Linked DNA regions of Sus scrofa: region 1 is linked to region 2. A link is a contact called in public Hi-C data. All regions are on one chromosome and are shown on one strand. The core of a region is the stretch at or near the end of the contact, and the rest is flanking DNA. Distances in the headings are between cores, read along the strand shown. Region 1 holds the start of ADH1C (alcohol dehydrogenase 1C (class I), gamma polypeptide). Region 2 overlaps C8H4orf17.

Evidence for each region. Hi-C and Micro-C count contacts between places; a contact is called where the count stands out from the background.
Region 1: a Hi-C map of liver shows a contact between it and region 2, with 8 times the contacts expected there. The contact joins the promoter of ADH1C here to the enhancer-like site in region 2. A contact is called at or near these places in 1 of 5 promoter capture datasets (liver) and 8 of 47 Hi-C or Micro-C datasets (epiblast stem cells, heart right ventricle, liver and 1 more).

What each region holds. Positions count from the first base shown.
Region 1 is chr8:121,087,968-121,090,730 of Sscrofa11.1, reverse strand. ADH1C (alcohol dehydrogenase 1C (class I), gamma polypeptide) reads right to left here and starts at 1,312. Exons shown (of 9, transcript NM_001243939.1): 1 at 1,232-1,312. The coding sequence starts at 1,249. The region is part of intron 4 of C8H4orf17; the gene reads left to right.
Region 2 is chr8:121,049,138-121,052,082 of Sscrofa11.1, reverse strand. All of the region lies in intron 4 of C8H4orf17, which reads left to right. Among named protein-coding and RNA genes, the nearest start is that of ADH1C, 39 kb to the left of the region's middle. Within about 2 kb of position 1,587, at least 15 of the 83 cell types and tissues checked have an H3K27ac peak or open chromatin away from gene starts, as enhancers often do. A contact at or near this core is called in liver, where this site is marked.

The sequences.
Region 1 (2,763 bases), core at 63-2,562, 39 kb before region 2:
AGCTATAGCCACCGGCCTACACCAGAGCCACAGCAGCGCCAGATCCAAGCTGCGTCTGCGACCTACACCACAGCTCACGGCAACGCTGGATCCTTAACCCACTGAGCGAGGCCAGGGATCGAACCCGCAACCTCATGGTTCCTAGTTGGATTAGTTAACCACTGAGCCATGATGGGAATTCCTCATTATTTCTTTTAAGCTGGGTTTCAGCAAGTTTAATTTTTCTTTTTCCTGTCTATTCTTCATTTGGAATGTAATAGGCCATTGCAATGCTAATCGGCAATGAATGAAAATAGTCAGAATAAGAACACTGACAATTGGTTACCCCTGTGATTTCCAGTCAGTCTTTTTGATATAAGCCTGTAGTGTCATGTTGTGTGTAGAAACTCAGAAGCTTTCAATAGTTATTGTAGCAAGATATTATATTGTACAATTCACTCCTAACACAGCAAAACCTACTGGAAACAGTTACACAGACTTTTGTCAGTAAGCAAAAGTCTTAAAATTGTATTGTATTTAATAACTACATGCATTTCTTTGCATGTGTAAGCACAGTGAACAAATAAATATGAATCTGTGGAAGACTTAGAACCAGATATTTCTGTTCCCAGTGCTAATAAGTGATTCAAACTGTATCAGTATTAATTTTGTTTTGTAAAATCACATTGACTTTATTATGGGAAAGATATTCTATAGGATTTCTATGGCAATTTCTTGAATTGTGCCTTTTAAAGCAGAATTTGCATATTGATGTTAGTTTGCTTAGTCTTAATCATTCTAATGCTTTGAGAGCAGTGAAACTTTTGTCACACTTAACTTTCCTGTATTCATAAAAAGAATATGATTACAAAGAATAGCACATTTAAATTATGGTTTCTTACTATAAAGAAAACTTTCTTAATATAAAGATAACTTCTTGATTAAAAACATTTCATTTTAATTTTAGATTTGCAAATTACTCATGATCGTTTATAACTACTGCACATTTATTTAATATAGACTTTAATAGGTATAGATTCTATACATATTTGTTAAAGACATTTAAGAATAATTCACTTCAACTGTAGTTTAATATGCATACATTGAAGCATATATTCTATGCTGTATTTCAGTATATATTGCTTCTCACTTGTATATGCATTTTAAATTATTCACTACATTCTATAGCTCTTTGTGTATTATATGAATTAGAATATAATTCCAAAAGTAAAAAAAAAAAATTTTCCCTTACTTTTCCTGCTGTGCTCATGTTTCTGCTTTCTCTGCAGGCCAGGAGATGTGAATTCTTGCAGATTCTCCTCTGCTCAAGTACGTACAGCAGATATATTGAGCAGATTTTTATTTGCTTGAGTAACACCTAGTTCCACACATGTGATCTGGGATCTTTAAGCCACACCCACCAGCGTATTCTCAGACCAAGTCAAATCAGGAAGAAAGGGCACTGAATCAGCACTCATAGACTTTTTTGGCAATATGATGATTTCAGGTTACATATTGACTTAATTAGGTTAAATATTTCCATATATATATAAATATTTATATTTATCTTTTTCCTGGATGCCATACTTCTCTTAGTTCCACACAGAGTGTTCAGAGTTCTCTTTTCCCTTTGTGTGAACTAAGCTCCAATTTCTAATCCACATGATTCAGTGAGGAAGGAGGAGAAGTCAGAAAGCAACACAAATAACATGGAGAGAGAGCTACAAGCCTGAGGCAGATGTTTGCTCCAGCACTCTCTTCTCACCATAGAGACATCAGATACCAATCAGTGACAGCAAAGGTACTAAACGTTTCTGGCACTTCTGTTCCACTCAGTATCAGTCAGCACTGACTGAGAACCTCTCTATCCTAGATACTCGGGTGGGTACAGTGGTGTGACAATCATGGATAAGAGGTGGCCTCTACTTGAACCAAGAGGCTGTATGGGACAGTGGTTATGGCATGGCTTTGGATTTGAGCAGACCCTATCCTTACCAGCTGTGTGAACTTGGGCTTATTCAACTGTCCTTGGCCATAGTTTCCCTCTCTGTAAAGTGAGGATGAATAGTAGGACCCCTGAAAGGGTTGTTTGATGAACAAATGAGATAATACTTTAGAACATATATCAGGGATCCTGACAAACAGGACAGCCTTTAATAAATACTAGCTACAATGATTATGCATAAAAGTAAAATCACAGTCTATAGGGGGAAAAGATACAGGCAAGTCAGACCATCTGGGATATTCTAGATCAGAGGGAGGGCATTCTGACTGAAGAACTCCTAGGATGCTTTTTAGAGAGAAGATATTTAAGTTAGAAACAAAATAATGCCATTTTCAGCAACATGGATGGAACTAGAGACTCTCATACTGAGTGAACTCAGTCAGAAAGAGAAAGACAAATACCATATGATATCACATATATCTGAAATCTAATATACAGCACAAATGAACCTTTCCACAGAAAAGAAAATCATGGACTTGGAGAACAGACTTGTGGTTGCCAAGGGGGAGGGGGAGGGGGTGGGATGCATGGGGTGCTTGGGGATAATAGATGCAGACTGTTGCCTTTGGAATGGATTAGCAATGAGATTCTGCTGTGTAGCACTGGAAACTATGTCTGGTCACTTATGAAGGAGCATGGTAATATGAGAAAAAAGAATGTATACATGTATGTGTAACTGGGTCACCATACTGCACAGTAGAAAATTGACAGAACACTGCAAACCAGCTATAATGGAAAAAAATAAAAATCATTATTTAAAAACAAAACAAAAAAATAAA
Region 2 (2,945 bases), core at 338-2,837:
TATAGCCAATATTTTGTAATAACTGTTAACAGAAAGTAATCTTGAAAAAGTGCGTACAAAGTCTTTAAAGTTAATTGTTAATGATGAAAATACCTATGTCCTTGATTCTTCCAAATACTGGGTTGTGGATGCAAAGTTCAAGAGAGAAGCCAGCCAATGCTAAATCTGAAACAGGCTGTAGACTCAGACTGTTACTGAACCTTGAGCCTGCAATAGCTCTACAACTCTAATAACTGAATGTGGTCTTTATATTTTCCCAGAATCTGAAACGTGTCTTCTGCAAGAGAATTATCCTGAGGTTGATACTCAAAGTAGTACCATAAAAAGTATGTGGAATTCTAACCGTGGTTCATAAAGAGCAAGATTTTTTAAATTCTCATTTCATAAACAGGGAAAGTGTTAAATAAGAAGACAGTTCCAACTGCACATCAAATGGTGGGACTGATTGGAGAAGCTATGGAAGCAGATGCCCTATTTAGAGACCCAAATGTGTTTCATAGTTTAGCGGGTTAACACGGCAGGGAAAATGGATTTTTTTTGCCTTAGTACTTTTCCTCTTTAAGACTCAAATCTCCTTTTAAGCAGTACATTATTCTATAGCCCCCCAAAGTAAATTAATGTATAACTATATAATGTATTCATGTTTAAAAGCAGAGGGTGGTGGTCACAAAGTCCACTGCAAATTTCCTGTTGGCTTTAATTCCTCCACAGAACACCAGTTTATCAAATTTCAAGACAATCTATTGGTTCTTGATCTTAGAGGGTCCTGAAGCTTTGAGAAGGGAGTAACAGGGATGCAGAGCTAGTTAGGGTATTAAACAAGCATGTGTCTTTTCTTAACAAGACTGTAGAGGTGAACTAAGAGGTCAGATTGCTTTTCTTTTGGTTGGGCTGTATATACGTAGTGTGGTGACATTAGATATTTTATGCTGATGAGAAGCTGGGTGACAATATGTGGTTTTGATTAGTAATAATTGCTTTAAAATTATGTTTGGTAGACAAACTGTCTTAAAAACCTAACGTTCATGAGGGGGTTATAATAATGAAAGGCAGAACAGATTGTGAATCATTAAAGAAACACTAAAACTAGGAAGGAGACCTATGATCAGATCAACCAGTGTTTGGTGGTAAATAATTCCAGCAGCAATTCTCAGTCACTATTGGATTAGCATGCATCACCTCTAAATACTTCAAAGGGAATAATTTATTTTTTTTTATAATTTTTTTTTGTTTTCCCACTGTACAGCAAGGGGGTCAGGTTATCCTTACATGTATACATTACAATTACATTTTTCCCCCACCCTTTCTTCTGTTGCAACATGAGTATTTAGACAAAGTTCTCAATGCTATTCAGCAGGATCTCCTTGTAAATCTATTCTAAGTTGTGTCTGATAAGCCCAAGCTCCCGATTCCTCCCACTCCCTCCCCCTCCCATCATAATTTATTTTCGAAATATCTATTGGGACCTAGGTGACAAGTCCTGTGCTAGGTGCTTGGGAGAAAAAGAAGAGTAAGGCCAAGGTCCTGTGCTTGACCTTGAGATCAGTCTTTGCCCTGCTCTGTGTCCTCAGGAGGCTGATCCCAACAGCAGGAACAATAACTCTCCCTGGCCTCTGGAATCTCTCTGGTTCAAGTCAAAGAAGTCACTATCACTGGCAGAAGATCAGGGGCAGGAGGAGAGTTGAGCTGTTTATCTCCTGACTTCCTCATGACTCACCCTAGTTTGGCAGGTACTGTTGCCTCCTGTGAGGCAGCCCCTCTTCTATGGTTCTAGCTCTTTCTAGATTCTGGTAATTCTTGCCTTTTAGCCAAGATGTGATAACAGCTTCCCACACTAATAAGACCTTGGACACTCTGTCATCCAATTTTGAGTGACTCAGCCTGCCTACATCTCTGGGAAAACCCCTATTAAATGTTCTTCAATTAAACTCTGATTTGAGGGAGTCTTCTGTTTCCTGCCATTTGATTAAGTCTATAGGATCCTGACTGACATAGGTCCTGCCCCCAAGTTGTTCACCAGAGAAGTCAATGAGCAATGACCATTCAGTGTGAGTGTGACTGTGATGAAATTCTAGGGTTTCTGGTTTAATTGGGTTTAAGTTCACCAACAAATGGAACAAAGAACAGAATATAAAATGAAAATTATAGCAGCCACCAGTGTAAACACTTAGAGATCACTGAACTAAACTATTATTTCAATCTACATATATTCATTGAGAATCTATTACAGGTGAGAGATTGTTGGGCTGGGGGAAAAATGGAAGAACATAAAATGTGAGAATGGGATCAATTCAGTGGGATGAATAACTGGTAAATGTAAATAAAATATAAAAGAAAGAGTTGGAGTCATAGCGGGGAGATAAGCATTTTCCCCAATAACTTCTTCAGTTTATGAAATGATTTGTAGACAAGTATTTACATGCTGATTAACAGGTCATTTTCTGTACGTTCTCTTATTCCTGAAGCAGTTCCTAGGTTGGGCGTGGTAAATGTGCTTTATACAAATTGCACAGTCAGTCTAGCGTTTCATTTTGTCTTCATCGAGCACAAAATGTTCAGCTATTGCTTCAATTTCCTCAACTCTGCTGCAAGAGAGAAGTGAACAAGGCAGCTGAAAAAGTATCACAAGGCACACGGAGAAAGGAGCAATGATTTCCAATTTCCTCTCCTATTTTAACTGTGAACTTGCTCATATCTCTTTGGCCTGGCTAAACACTGCCATCTCCAGCATCTTTCTATATACTGTGGAGGAAACCAGTCCTCATGGCATCAAGAACCTTTCAAATATGCATTTATTTAAGAAACACTATTGTCCCTCTGTTCTTGTTACCTCTCTGCCAGCAGCTGGAGATAGATGGAGAGACTTGTGAGGAAACAAACACGTAAACAGTGTATGACAATCAAACACAATGACTGACTCACACCCAGGTTGGTTTTTTAAAATT